2 separate regions of the Pan troglodytes genome follow, and region 1 is linked to region 2. Evidence: chromatin contacts called from public capture Hi-C data. All regions are on one chromosome and are shown on one strand. The core of a region is the stretch at or near the end of the contact, and the rest is flanking DNA. Distances in the headings are between cores, read along the strand shown.

Region 1 (6,848 bases), core at 703-3,202, 160 kb before region 2:
TTTCTGTCCTGAGAAAACAGCAATAAGACCTCTGCAGCAAAAAAGTACTACAGCTTAGATAATGTTCTTAAGATGGGAGAGTGTGTCCATTACTCAGGACACAAGATGGTTTTCACCTTCCAGAGAGTCTACTGTGGGGTAGTTAAGTCAAGGATTGAGTTAGAATCCTAAAATTTATTCCCAACTCAATATGGACTGGCTAGAAACAAATCACCATCCCTCTCCAGGACTCAATTTCCTGAACTATAAATTGAGGATGATTAGATAATTGCTCGGGTTTCTTCTTTCAGCTCAAGGACCATATAACAAAATAAAAATAAGAACACCCCCTCCTCAAAGGATTTCTAGGGTTAAATGAAATAAACCACATATAGTGCTTGGCAGGGTGCCTACCACATGGAAAGTGCTCAATAAATGTCAGCAATGGTGGTGACAGTGGTGAGCTCATCACCTAAACCTGCCTCCTTCTTATCAAGAACACACCTGCTTTCCATGTCCCGTGTGCCATGAAGGTAACCCTCCCAAGAACCTACTACAATTGGAAATTAGACATTTATTTGTATCTTTTTGTCTGATGTCTTTCACCCCAGCTACTTCATGAGCACAGCAACCACGCCTGCCTTGTTCTCCACCAAATATCAGGGCACAGAACAGTGCTGGCACAGAGCAGGCTCTCACATATTTTTTAAACAAATGAACTGTGTGTATCTAATATAATCACTAACATTGAATGACTACATGACCAACCTTGTTCTCGTGTTCAGGTAGCTATACGACAGACACCGTTTTAAGCATTTGATAGGAGTTCACTAACTTCTTCTTCATAATAACTCTACGAGGCAAGTTTTATTATTACCCCCATTTTAGAGATCAGGAAACAGGCATGAAGAGGTTTAGTAATCTCCCCAAGTCTACATGCAAATGGCAGAAGTGAGATTTGGATTCAGACAGTCTAGCTGTAGATCCACTCTCTACGCTACTCTCTTATGTCTGTTATACTTATTCTAGAGTCCAGCATTCCAAATGTACCTCTAATACAGGAAAAAATAATTTCCTCAAACTTGGAAATAGAAACTTAGGGCCATGGTTATGTCAAGCACCAGGGGTCATGCCCTACTCCAGAGTAGCACATTAGCATAAGAATGCCCAAGAATCTTCCTCCCTGGCAGCCTTCACAAGGCGCACTCTGCAACAGGCTGTTATGGCAACCGAAGCAGCACCAGAGAGTGGAGGAGGAGGAAAAAGTAATTTTAGCATGGCACAGACAGAGTTCAGAACCTCCACTTGGCCAATACCCAAACCAGCTGAAGAGCACTTGCTGGCTCTGAGATGTTCTTGAGACTGCTCCCTGGGTCGCCTAGAAGTGGATCTGTTGTTTGCTTGTTTGTTGTCTCTTAAATTTACATAATGTTATGATATAAATGTATGTGTGTGTGGAGTGATGCAAAGGAGGACACGCCAGGAGGAAAAAATGACAAATGGGGAGGGATGAGAAATCACCCAAATGTCATCACAATTCTTCTTTAGTGATCATCCAAAAGTTATTTAATAATCAATAATTATTCATGTTTTAATGAATAGGAGAATAGAATATGCATGAGGGGAAACATGCTTTGGTGAGTGACTATTTAAATTCTTTTATTCTAGTATGTCACCATCTATACCACCCCCCAGCCGCCGCCCCGGGGCACAGTAGCTCCTCCTATCATTAAGATCACTGGTATCAAGCCCAAAGGGAGCTCACTCAGACTCTTGCCTCACCTCCTTGGTAACCATGGTAACCCTCAAGAGAGTGAGAGAAGAGGCCAGAGAGAGAGGCATCTGTGCTCAGAAGGAGAAGTAACTATTGAAAAGATGACTCAACAGACAGGTCTGCTCTGCCTCAGTCTCCAAGCTCTGCATAACCCCTGGAAGCCACTGCCAAGCATGTTCAAGAGTGGGGAGGCACAGGCCCCAAGGCCACCAAGAGGAGGCCTGCAGGCGGGGCCTGCACTGCCAGGAACTGAGGGAGCATTCGCTCACAGCTTATTATCTGCCATCACTGGACTGGTTCACAGTCTGTATGAATTCTTAGTGGAATAAGACTTTGTGCAAATTATACATTCCTTAATCTCTGATACAGCACCAGTGAGCTCCCACTTCCTCATAAATGTGTAAACTAAAATTAGTAGAAAATACTCTAAAACTGGGAGAAAGTCTTTGCCACAGTCCCTCTTTCAAACTGTGATCAACCATCCCTCTGAAAGACCCTGACTAAACATCATCTTTTGCAGGCCCTAATCATATCTATTTCCAGGAAGCAGATGCACTTAGGGGTGTGTGTGTTGTAGGGGTGAGGAATACCTCATTTTGCAACTAAGCAAAATCCACACAAAGTAAGAGGGTGGTGTTGCCCAAAAGTCCCTGCAGGTGGAGTAAGAGACCGCAGCTGAATTGACTCACAGTTCCAGAAAAACAGGAAGAAAACGTTGGAAATCTTTTTGCTTTCATTGATTCCAATGAAAACATCTTCTCTGCAGGTAGCCTCTAACACTCTACCGAAGGTCAAACCAGCTAGAGTTTCCTAGTGATTTTTTTTTTTGGACATGGAGTCTTGCTCTGTTGCCCAGGCTGCAGTCAGTGGCGTGATCTCGGCTCACTGCAACCTCCACCTCCTGGGTTCAAGCGATTCTCCTGCCTCAGCCTCCCGAGTAGCTGGGAACTACAGGCACCCACCACCATGCCCAGCTAATTTTTCTATTTTAGTAGAGATGGGGTTTCGCCATATTGGCCAGCCTGGTCTCGAACTCCTGACCTTGTGATCCGCCCGCCTCGGCCTCCCAAAGTGCTGGGATTACAGGCGTGAGCCACTGTGCCCAGCCCTCCTAGTGATTTATTACAGGGCAAAGGAGCCCTGGAGAATCCACCTTTTAAAAAGGAACAGGATTCCCTTTGCAGTCTCTCAAGAACACATTAGAATTAGTCAAGCTTAGGCTACAGTCCCTCCAGGTCAGTGATAACAAACAGTGATCTCCAGGTTGAAGCAGGCCTGCAGATGTCGTTTTTTGACCTGCACAATGGGTAATACATATTTTAAAATTATTTGCCAACAAGAAATTTCACATAAAACTGGCTTTTCAGTTTGTCTTGAAACATTTAAAGAATCAGCAAGAGAGGGCCCATTTCCAGACCCAACAAAAATCAGCTAAACCTAAGTACCAGCTGCCTCCTTTTAAAGAAAGTCCCTGTACCCACAGGGCACAAATTTGTAACCCCTGCTTAGGCTGCAAGTCCTGGACCTCCACAAAATACAATTCCACGAAAACAAATGTATTGTTCAATAAAGGCAATTGTCTAAGCACACAGCTATCTATTATAATAACACAAATGAGGTGTGGTTTCTACCTTTGGATGATTCATGAACAAGCACAAAACAATGAGGTAACAAAATACCAGAATGGCCCCTCCGGGGTTGATGGCTCAGATGGTCATACTTCAGTCACCCGTAAAGAACTGATGAGTTGGGCTCTATAGAGTTTTCTGCCTAAGATTTTCTGAAGAATGTGGGCTTCGATTTTCTGAAGACATTTCTGAAGACTTTTTTTTAAAGAAGGTGCTGTGTTTTCCAGACCTCTCACCCTAAAATCCAGACCAAAGCTTGCAAAATTCTCACCTTGGCAGCCCCGATCTGTTCCTTTCGAAACTTCTCCAAGGGAGTGATGAGCACCTCGCTGGCATTCTCAATCTGGTGAAGAACAACAGAGTAAGGGAAAGAAGACATGAAAGCAGTATCAGTAAAGAATTACAGCAGCTCCAGCATGAGATGCCTCCCCATGTCTTAAAATAAAATTTGGGGAGGCAGTGTTGTACATGTCAACTGTTTACAACCTTCAAACTAATAGCATGTCAAATCAAAACTGTCATCATTTCAAAACATGATAATCTTCCTCCCATGCATGATTAATATTGGTTATTTAAAAGTAAAAATGAGGAACTCTAAAACTGTAAGCGATCCTCTGAAGGGGCAGAGGGGAACTGGTAAAAGAGTGGGGTCTAAGTTACAAGCTTCGGTGACATTTTCTTGCAAATATTAATTTACCCAAGTTATGGGTAAAGTAGATCAACACTGAGTCTAGGTTAAAAACAAATAAACAAAGAAACACCTCTGGACATCTGATGGCATAAAAACCTTCCAAGCTTGATTTTGTGTTGCTCTACCAAGACAGGACTGGACTAGAGCCAGGACACCTGTGCCTCCTGACTACTGGCTGCCTCTCAACTTCATCTCATAGGGCTCACCCCTCAGGTCCTGCATTCCAACCTACTGGCACTCCAATGCACCTCAAACGCACCAAACTCGTCCCACCTCAGGGCCGTAGCATTTGGCTATTCTTTCAGACACTGTGTTCCCAAACCCTTACAGGGACAGCTCCTTCATGTAATTAAGATTTCAGCTTAAAGGTCACCTCTTTAGGGAGGCCTTCCCTGACTACCAACATAACTCAACTTCCCTCCCCTACCAAGTGTGTTCTGGTTCACCACTACACACTACACATTTATACACACACACACATGCGTGCATACACATACACACACACACATACACATCAGTATCTTGTAAAGGCTCACTTTGACACCACTATCCCCAAAACAAAGAAGAGTGCTGAGACAAAGCAGCACTCAAACATATTTGAATGACTAAATGAATGAATGGATTAATTCTTGATTGGCTGCCAACTGTGTGACCATGGGCAAAACATTTAACCTCTCTGGGCTCTAATTTCGTCATCTGCAAAATGAGTGGGCTGAATTGTCCATCGCTAAGATTCTATGGTCTTTTCTAAGGCAGTACAATATTTTACAGTTTTTCCTTTTAAGTCATTCATTTATCACTCTTTGCTCAACTAATTATTCCAGGAATCTTGCTGCAACAAAGCATTATTTTTCCTAAGCCACATGCATGTCCACTGCAATGAAACTAACCGGGTAAATGCCAGAAGTCACAGATGGACACAGTAAAGAACTAACTGAACAATGTAAGGGACAGAAAAAGTCAAGTCTCCAAATTTATTCCCATTTGCCTTTTTCTCAATTTGGAGATCACTTATTTCAGAAGAGTGAAATTTAAGACTAGAGTGTTACGGTGTTAATTTGTTTGATTTTGTGATTTTTATTGTTATTTGATGTTACTTAATTGGTTCACTGAAGTCTTCTCCACAAACCATCTGCAAGTCTCTGAAGCTTACAAAGGTGTGCCAAGCCCCTAAAGTCAATGATTCTCAACCTTAACTACGCAGTAGAATCACCTGGAAAGCTTTTAAAATCCCTAAGTTTAGGCTACACTCCAACTAACTCAGAATCCCTGGACTTAGTCCCAGACATCAGTATTTTTCAAACTCCCCAAGTTATTCCAGTGGACATCCATGATTGAGAATGCAGTCATAAGTAGTCGCTTATAAAACGAAAGTGCTCAACTGCTCACCTGGGAATCAGGACCCCCAAGTCCTTCGCCCAGCCATACTACTACTTGCTATCAGCCTTAATAAGACCTGTTTTCTCATCTGTCAAATGAGCAATTGCAGATGGTGACGAATAAGGTCCCACTTAGTCTAAGATTCTACGACTGTGTAACATCCACTTGGTTCCAACACTGCCTGATGTTGGGGACATGGAAGCCCAGTCTCTGCCCTTGAGGAACTCATATTTACTACAGGGCACAGACAGGTACAATGTTTATCAGGACACAATGTGGTAAACACAGGATCAGAAGCACGAACTGGATGTTAAGAAAATACCAAGGGTAGCCATATAACCCAGAAGTCAGGAAAGGCTTCCCAGAGAAGGTGCGGCTTTGCTTGCTGAGCTTAACTGAACTGATGGAGTTGTCACAGGGCAAGGAGGTAGAGAAGGGGCTTGCTACGGCCAGATACTCAGATGCAGACAGTAGAAACTCAATTCACTGACATTAATAATAAAATTGCAGAGGCAAGCTGAAAAGTATAATCCAGTCATTGTTCCCTTACCACAGGCCATAGCAATCTGCAGGGTATTCATGGTGATTTGCTTGCCACACCCCCACCCCCAAATACTAACTCAGCCAAGAATCAGACTCAAAAGAATCATTTCCCTTTCTTAGGCACCAGCACGTGCACAAACACACAAGCTTTCCCTTGCTTCCACCCACCACCAACCCCCACTGCTGCCGCCACCACCCTTCTGATTCTGGTTCAGGCACCAGCAGTGAGCAATCAAGAGAAAGTGGTCTTTCCGTAGGGCAAAAGGTAAGAGGTTTCTACTCTGTTCGGAGTTTTAAAGAAATCCTTTTTTTTTTTTTTTTTTTTTTTGACACAGGGTCTTGCTCTGTTGCCCAGGCTGGAGTGCAATGGTGCAATCACAGATCACTGCAGCCTTGACCTCCCTGGCACAAGCGATCCTCCTCCCTCCTCCCAAGTAGCTGGGACTACAAGCATACGTCACAATGCCAGTCTTCTTTAAAAAAAAAAATTTGTTGAGATGGGGTCTCACTATGTTGCCTCCAGACTGGTCTTGAACTCCCAGGCTCAAGCGATCCTCTCACCTCGGCATCCCAAGGTGCTGGGATTACAGGCATGAGCCATCACACCTGGCCCCCACATTTTTAAATATTTTTTAATATAATGCAGACTTGGGTTTGAACCCAGACTGTATCACTTATTAACTGTGTGATCTGTGACAAGTTACTTAACCTCTGTAAACCTCAATATCTTCATCTGAAAAACAGCAATAATATAGATACCACTTCCCAGAGTCATCATGGGGGTTAAAATAGAAAATGCATCTTGGTGAATAGTGTTCGAACTACCAACTGTTAGCACGGGAAGAAAAGAAAA
Region 2 (6,634 bases), core at 2,184-4,683:
AGACTCCACATGGCTTCAGATTACATCACTTTTCTACTTTCTTTGCCTCTTTTGTGTTATGTTGGCCAACAACACTTCTCTCAGCTGCTGAGGACAGTCTAGTTGAGTCAGGGGAAAAAAAATCTAGGGTCTGCAAGACAGAAATTCAAGCATAATTGTTCTGGAGTAGTAGTCAAATACAGTGCATCAGAATCACATACGGCAGCAGCTCTAAAACTTGACTGTGTTCAAGAGCCGCTGAGGGACCTGTGGCAAAAGTCACCTGTTAAAAAGGAAGCCATTGGCCAGGTGCAGTGGCTCACGCCTGTAATCTCAACATTTTGGGAGGCCGAGGCGGGTGGATCATGAGGTCAGGAGTTCGAGACCAGCCTGGACAATGTGGTGAAACCCCGTTTCTACTAAAAATACAAAAAAATTAGCCAGGCGTGGTGGCAGGCACCTGAAATCCCAGCTACTCTGGAGGCTGAGGCAGGAGAATTGCTTGAACCCGGGAGGCAGAGGTTGTGGTGAGCCGAGAACATGCCATTGCACTCCAGCCTGGGTGACAAGAGTGAAACTCCATCCATCCACACCCTAGATAGAGCTGTCTATATAGTGGGTCTGGGGTATGGCCAAGGGACCTGCATTTTTAACAAGTACCTCAGGGGATTGGAGGCAGCCAGTTAGGGGACCACCCCTTGAGCTGGTTAATAATGCAGGTGTTTGGGGCTGGCCACACACCTACTGAATCAGAATTGGCAGTCCTGTGTGTGTCATATTCCTCTAGAAAAACCCAGCACAGTGCTGAGTTTGGGACCCACTGCTGCAGAAATCTCATTCCAGAAAAAATAAGCCAGGCTTACACTTTTAAGGTCCCCTTTCTCTCTGGCCACTTATAACTGCCCGAAAATCAAGGCACATTATTGCTGGCACAGAAACTGAAGGAAAACTTGCACGTGCCCCAGCAGCTGAGATCCTTAAACAAAAAGGACTACAGAAATGACAAGCATGATTGTAAGAACTGTACGCAGCTTTTCTTTCTTTTCCTGAGTATCGTAGGAATCTCCAAGGTGAATGTGGCCTCCTGGAACTACCCACCTGGCTGGAAGACTGTCCCGCTCTGTGCTATTTGGGAGTAAGCAAGGCAGCCACAGCCATATCTGCCTGTCATCCAGGAGCCGGCGTGGCTGGCACGAGTCCTGAGTGGCTGCATATCACCACCAGATGGACTCCTCCATGCCAGGTGCCAGGTTGCTGCAGCTGCCGGGGAGTGTTCCATCAGCGGGACTGTCTGCACCTGGACAGAATGATGTAACCTACAGGAACGCAAGATTCACAGGCGTGCAGCAAGCCTCAGAAAATTATCAGCCTCAGCTCCGAGTTACGGCTGATTCAGCTGCAGTCTCTGTGGTCAGACTTGCCTGTTGAGGCAGGCTGCTTCTCCGGTGGACTGGATGGCGTCACTTGGAGTTTATGTTAAAGCTGAAGTCTCCCTCAAACTAATGTAACCCTTATTTCCCAGTCCTCGTAAGACAAGTGGAAATCATGGGCCAGGCTTAAGCTTAGCTGATGATCTGATCTCCCAACTGCGTTGGGTGCCGCTGGGGTCACCTAAGCCATTGCTCCCTTTCACTCCTTCAATAAACATTTACTAAGTGTCAGAAATGATAGTAATCGCAAACATTGTCTGAATGATTGCTGGGGTCAGGCATTGTGCTAGACTTGGCACTAGCATCTTCTTATTCAGTACTCACTAAGCTGAATAAGTTTGAGTTCATTTCACAGGTGAGGAAACTTGGCTTCCCAGAGGCAAAGCAGCCTGCCTAAGGCCCCACAAATAATGAGGGGTAGAGCCTCTCATCCATCCACTTCAATGACAAGCCTTGCCCTCTCTGTGGGGTCTTCCCCATGGCCTGACACTGAGTGTGTAGACACTGAATCAACACACACAATGTCAGGTCATGATTCCCCAGCCCCTCTGACTGGTCCCTTCCTCCTATCCATCAGCTGTCTCAGGTAGGCTCAACCCTACCATCCCAGGCTCCTTCCTCCTGCCTTATCGCCACTCTGCTGACCTTCCCTGCACCCCTCTGACTTCTAATGCCTGGCCTCTTGAACCTGGTGTTCCTCAGAGTTCTTTGAGACTTAGCCCCCAGGATGTTTCTCCCAGGAAGTCTTCCCTGACCCACCCCTCCTCCACATTTATGACTCCATTATATGATCGCAGTGCATACCAAAGATGCCTTTGTCTCAACATAACATCCCATATTAGGTTGAAATTTTTGGTTTCTATCTGTCAGTATCCTTTATTAAAATGGAGTTTCATGAAATTGGACAGCTGGCACCAGCACGATGCATGGCGCACGGCGGGTCCTCCATGGATGCTTGCTAGACTGAGCACAGCTGACTCACAGGCCTCAGGCACCAGGGCACGGGCAATAAAGACAGTGAACCTAATATTTTAACACAAGAAGGAAAATACAACCTCACAAATGTCACTCATACTTGGAAGAGGGAAAAACACAACTGAAATATGGTCACCAAAGAATATAGGGAAGGATATAACACACAGGCTGAACTCACGACCCTGTAGTCTGACCAGCTGGGCTTCGGTCTTGGCTCCCCCACTTAAAACTACTGAGATTTGGAGCAAGTTGTTTTCCCTCTCTGTACCTCAGTTCTCTCATCTATAGAGTGCGAGTAGATAATCTTACAGGGTTGTGTGAGGATGAGATAATTCGTGTGCAGTGTTGAAAACAGTACGTTGTTCATGTTTGGATGTTATCATATTTTTTGTTCATAATAAATGGATTTGCTAGAAAGGGGTGAGGGAGGAAACTAAGAAGAAACAATGGTCATAATATTTTAGATTAAGAGTATGGTACAAACCCTCAGGTCCAATTTTTTAAAATACAGGTCAGAAGTTACCACCCAAAGGTGTACAGATTTTTTTTAATTTTCAATGAGCTGCCTATTTAAAAATGAAGAAATTTTACATTATGAGAAAGAAATCCAGACATCCAATTTCTGTCGAAAAACTGGATGACTTCGCAACTCAGCTTCTACTTGCCCCTGGTAATAATTGTCGGGATTTGTGTATCACTGCCCACTTCAGGGTGGACACGTGCTCTCCAGCTCACGCGACCCCTCCAGGCCCTCCAGCTTCTTACCTGGCCTGCTTCATGCTATAGGCATTTGAGTTTGTGACCTCAGGAAGAGAAGATGTCTTCACAATAACAATATACACAGTTTTCCTCTGCTCAGAAGCTATCACACCTCTTTGGTACATCTATCATAAAACTCAGACTTTAACTGCTTCCTCCTCCATCTGGGAGCCCATCTTGCCTCACTTCCTATGACTCCCCATCCATCCTCCCTCCCCACCAGGCTGCCCCCGGCCCCCCTCCCACCCCAGCTCCTCCCTGCTATGGGGCTGGCATGGCCTCTCCGTCCCCTCTGCTTTCCCAAGTCCCCCTGCCCTGTGAAGGTTTAGCTCGTGTCCAGACACCCTAAAGAGCTTCTTTCCCACTCCCTAGCCCACGGGTGGTCTCCCTTTTCCAGGCTTGCACTGCCCTTCGGACAAGGGTAACTACTATTACAGTATGTCTGTGTCTTCTTAGTCTTTACTCTGAAAAGAAGCCTGTTCTTATCTATGCAGTTTCTCTCCTTTTCCCCTGCCCCTTGGGGCTTCTGTCCTTGCTGGGCCTGTTCCTGAAATTTTGTGATTTACAACAAAACCAGAACGGGAGGGGGAGAGATTGGAAAAGAGGTATGGGAGGTAAGGGGAAAAGGAAATGAAAACAAGGGCAAACTGAGGGTGTGCTGTTGAGAGTGAAAAAGAAGGCAGGGGGCCCTGCAACAGCAGCTGGGTGGGAGGGAATGGGAGATGAAGCCGGGGAGGGGACGCGTGCAGCATTGCACGGCTCCCAGCTTCCTTGTATTTACCCATGCTGTCAGAACCATGTCGTGTGCCCCCTTTGGTCTGTTTTCAGGCGGCAACCCTGCATTTCATGGAGGACTGGAAGCTCTGTGAGGGCTGACAAATTATTATTTAGTGACCCTTACATCCCTCAGAGCCTTTGGCCCAGGGCTGAGCCCAGGGACTGCACACGTTCATGCAGAATGACTGACCTCAGTATCCCCAGGTATCCTCAGGCAAATGACCTGAAGAAGACATTGAGCATCAAGAATGTAGCCTCTTCGATTTCACCTCCTGGCAGAAGTGTGATGAGATCAGATGCCACCATGGTTTTGCGTCCCAGAGAATAACCAGGAAGATGCTCTGGAGGAGAGAATAGCAGTTCTCGAGCGAGAGCTCACATGGAAATCACCTGGGAGGGGAGGGGTCTTGTTAAACCAGAGATTGCTGGGCTCCACCCCCAGAGCTTCGGATTCAGCAGGTCTGGGCTAGGACCCCAGAATGTGCTTTTCTAACAACTTCCCAGTTGATGGGGATACGGTTGGTCGGGGAGCCACACTTCGAGCAACCCAGCTCTAGAGTTCAGGGCTGAGGTCTGATCCAAAGCCACTTCCTCCCACCACTCTACAGAAGGAAAGTGACATCCCCTCCCTCTCTAGCAGGTGACTGTCCCCTCTTCATAATCCAGCACATCACTCAACCCACTTCGGAGCTTTATGGAGACTATAGATGCTCATGGCTGAGTGGAGGGTGTCCTCTTGTGGCCCAAATAGAAAATAACCTGAACTGCAGTGACCTCACTCTCAGCCTTATCAAAGTTTGCCAAACACTGAATTTTATCTGCCTGACAAAAGATCCAGGGAAACAGGATGTTCACCATTCACCGGATCTGGTCCATTGCAGAGGAGGGGCCAAGGGTCCATTCAGCATGAGATGGGTCAAATACTTTGCCCAAAAGGTGTCCAAGGATGGCAGAAATGATTTGTACTCATGACTTTGGGATTTTATAGGGTGGGAAGGTATCTTAGGAGAATAGTCCAAACCCAGATACTCACAGAATTATCTGTTGAAGGATACAACTTTGAAAACATGAGTTAGAAGTAAACAATTTCAAAGCCTTGGAAACACCATGTGACTAAGAAGAGACCTTAGAATGACTTTGAACCATGTTTGGATTTGTTCCCTGAACTTTCCTGAAATGAGAAAGCTGGCATCATGAACTGTGGGCTAGTGTAAGAACACTGGAGCAATTGTCACCAGCTCCATCACCAACCAATCTGGTGCAAGCCAGCCCCTTCTCAGCATTTAGCAGCCGTCCAAATACCGTTCTGCGATTCACTGCCACCTACTGCTCAACCCGGAACGAGCAGGAGTTGGTAACTAGGACACAGGGGCAGTGGAGCGGCGCTTCTCAGAAGTTTGGCTTGTATTAGAATCACCTGGAAGGCTTGTTAAAATGTAGATATAGGGGCTTCACCCCCAGAGAGCTGACTCAGTAGGATTGGGGTAGGCCTGAGAATTTACTCTTCTAGTAAATTCTAGGTGACGCCAATGCTGCTGGCCAGGAAATGCCTCTTTGGATAACACTTGTAATTCTCCTTCCACCACACACTTGCTGAGCTTGATTATTAATCAGTCACATCTGTGAGTGATCAAGAGCCACCAATTCAGGATGTCTCAACCTGGGCCCGATTGATATTTTGACGTGGCAATTCTTTGTTGTGGGGGTAGTTTGTCCTGTACATTGTAGGATTTTAGCAGCATCCCTGGCCTCCACCTACTTGATGCCAGTAGCAGCCACTTCCCCCAGGTTTTGATAGTTAAATGTGTCTCAGACATCACCAGATGGCCCTGGGAGGCAAAATTCTCCCATTTGAGAACCACCTCTCTAAAAAGTGGAATATTTTCCTCTTCCATTTGGCAGACTGTGAGGGTATCTGCAAGTATTGTCTTACCTAGGACACTGACATATAATAAACTCTCAGCTCTTTGGGTTTAAACAACAACAGAAAAAATAGACTACATATCCTGAGTGCTTAGTACGTGTGAGTTACTGTGCTGATGCTTTTTAGTATGTAATCAATATTTTTAAAATCTCTGATATATTTAACATTCTTGTTTTTGTAATTAGTGTGTATCTTACCTTTACAGCAGATCTTAATTTGCAGTAGCCTCGTCTCCAGTGCTCCAGAGACACGCAGCTGCCACACTGGGTCCTGCAGGGCTAGACTCTGAGCCGAGATTCTGCCTCTGCCCAAATGGCTTCCAGCCTTTAGATGTGGAACAACACGTGCCAATTTTACTTCAATGTCCTTCCAATCCTGTCCTTATTTCAGCTATTTTATCAGACACACATACCTATTCATGTACTCTGCAATCAGTCCTTGGAATAGTTCCACATAGTTTAAAATAAGGTCTGCAGTTTTATAAAATTTATCAAACAGCAGAATACCTCATCTGGTGGCCAGACTGTGTTGACTATTATCATATTTTAGTTCTGATAGCTTTTCAAGGGGCTTTTCCAAAAAGTCTGTGTTTATGCATGCTAATCCTATCCAACGCTAATCACTGATGCACAAGTTCAATCACACTCTCCCGCTTTTTGGTTTATCTCACAATATCTAGGAGTGTTCATCTCCATTCAGAGATTCTGCCTTTTCATTAGCCCTATGTGATATTTCTCCCTGTCGTTCCTCATGTTATCCTTAGCAAATGTTTCTGATCACTTAGGGAACC

Evidence for each region. Capture Hi-C pulls out chosen DNA fragments and counts their contacts.
Region 1: a contact with region 2 is called in a capture Hi-C map of stem cell-derived neural stem cells, with 5 times the contacts expected there. The contact joins two enhancer-like sites. A contact is called at or near these places in 4 of 7 Hi-C or Micro-C datasets (blood, induced pluripotent stem cells and stem cell-derived neural progenitor cells), 1 of 1 datasets of contacts at active chromatin or transcription factors (stem cell-derived excitatory neurons) and 1 of 1 other capture datasets (stem cell-derived neural stem cells).

The regions. Positions count from the first base shown.
Region 1 is chr4:140,593,060-140,599,907 of NHGRI_mPanTro3-v2.0_pri, reverse strand. ARHGAP26 (Rho GTPase activating protein 26) reads right to left here. Exons shown (of 24, transcript XR_008548285.2): 4 at 3,653-3,724. Among named protein-coding and RNA genes, the nearest start is that of ARHGAP26, 110 kb to the right of the region's middle. Within about 2 kb of position 1,952, at least 2 of the 24 cell types and tissues checked have an H3K27ac peak or open chromatin away from gene starts, as enhancers often do. A contact at or near this core is called in stem cell-derived neural stem cells, where this site is marked.
Region 2 is chr4:140,432,415-140,439,048 of NHGRI_mPanTro3-v2.0_pri, reverse strand. LOC104006587 (a long non-coding RNA gene) reads right to left here. Exons shown (of 8, transcript XR_010157350.1): 1 at 6,042-6,634; 2 at 4,111-4,261. Among named protein-coding and RNA genes, the nearest start is that of FGF1, 21 kb to the right of the region's middle. Within about 2 kb of position 3,433, at least 1 of the 24 cell types and tissues checked has an H3K27ac peak or open chromatin away from gene starts, as enhancers often do. A contact at or near this core is called in stem cell-derived neural stem cells, where this site is marked.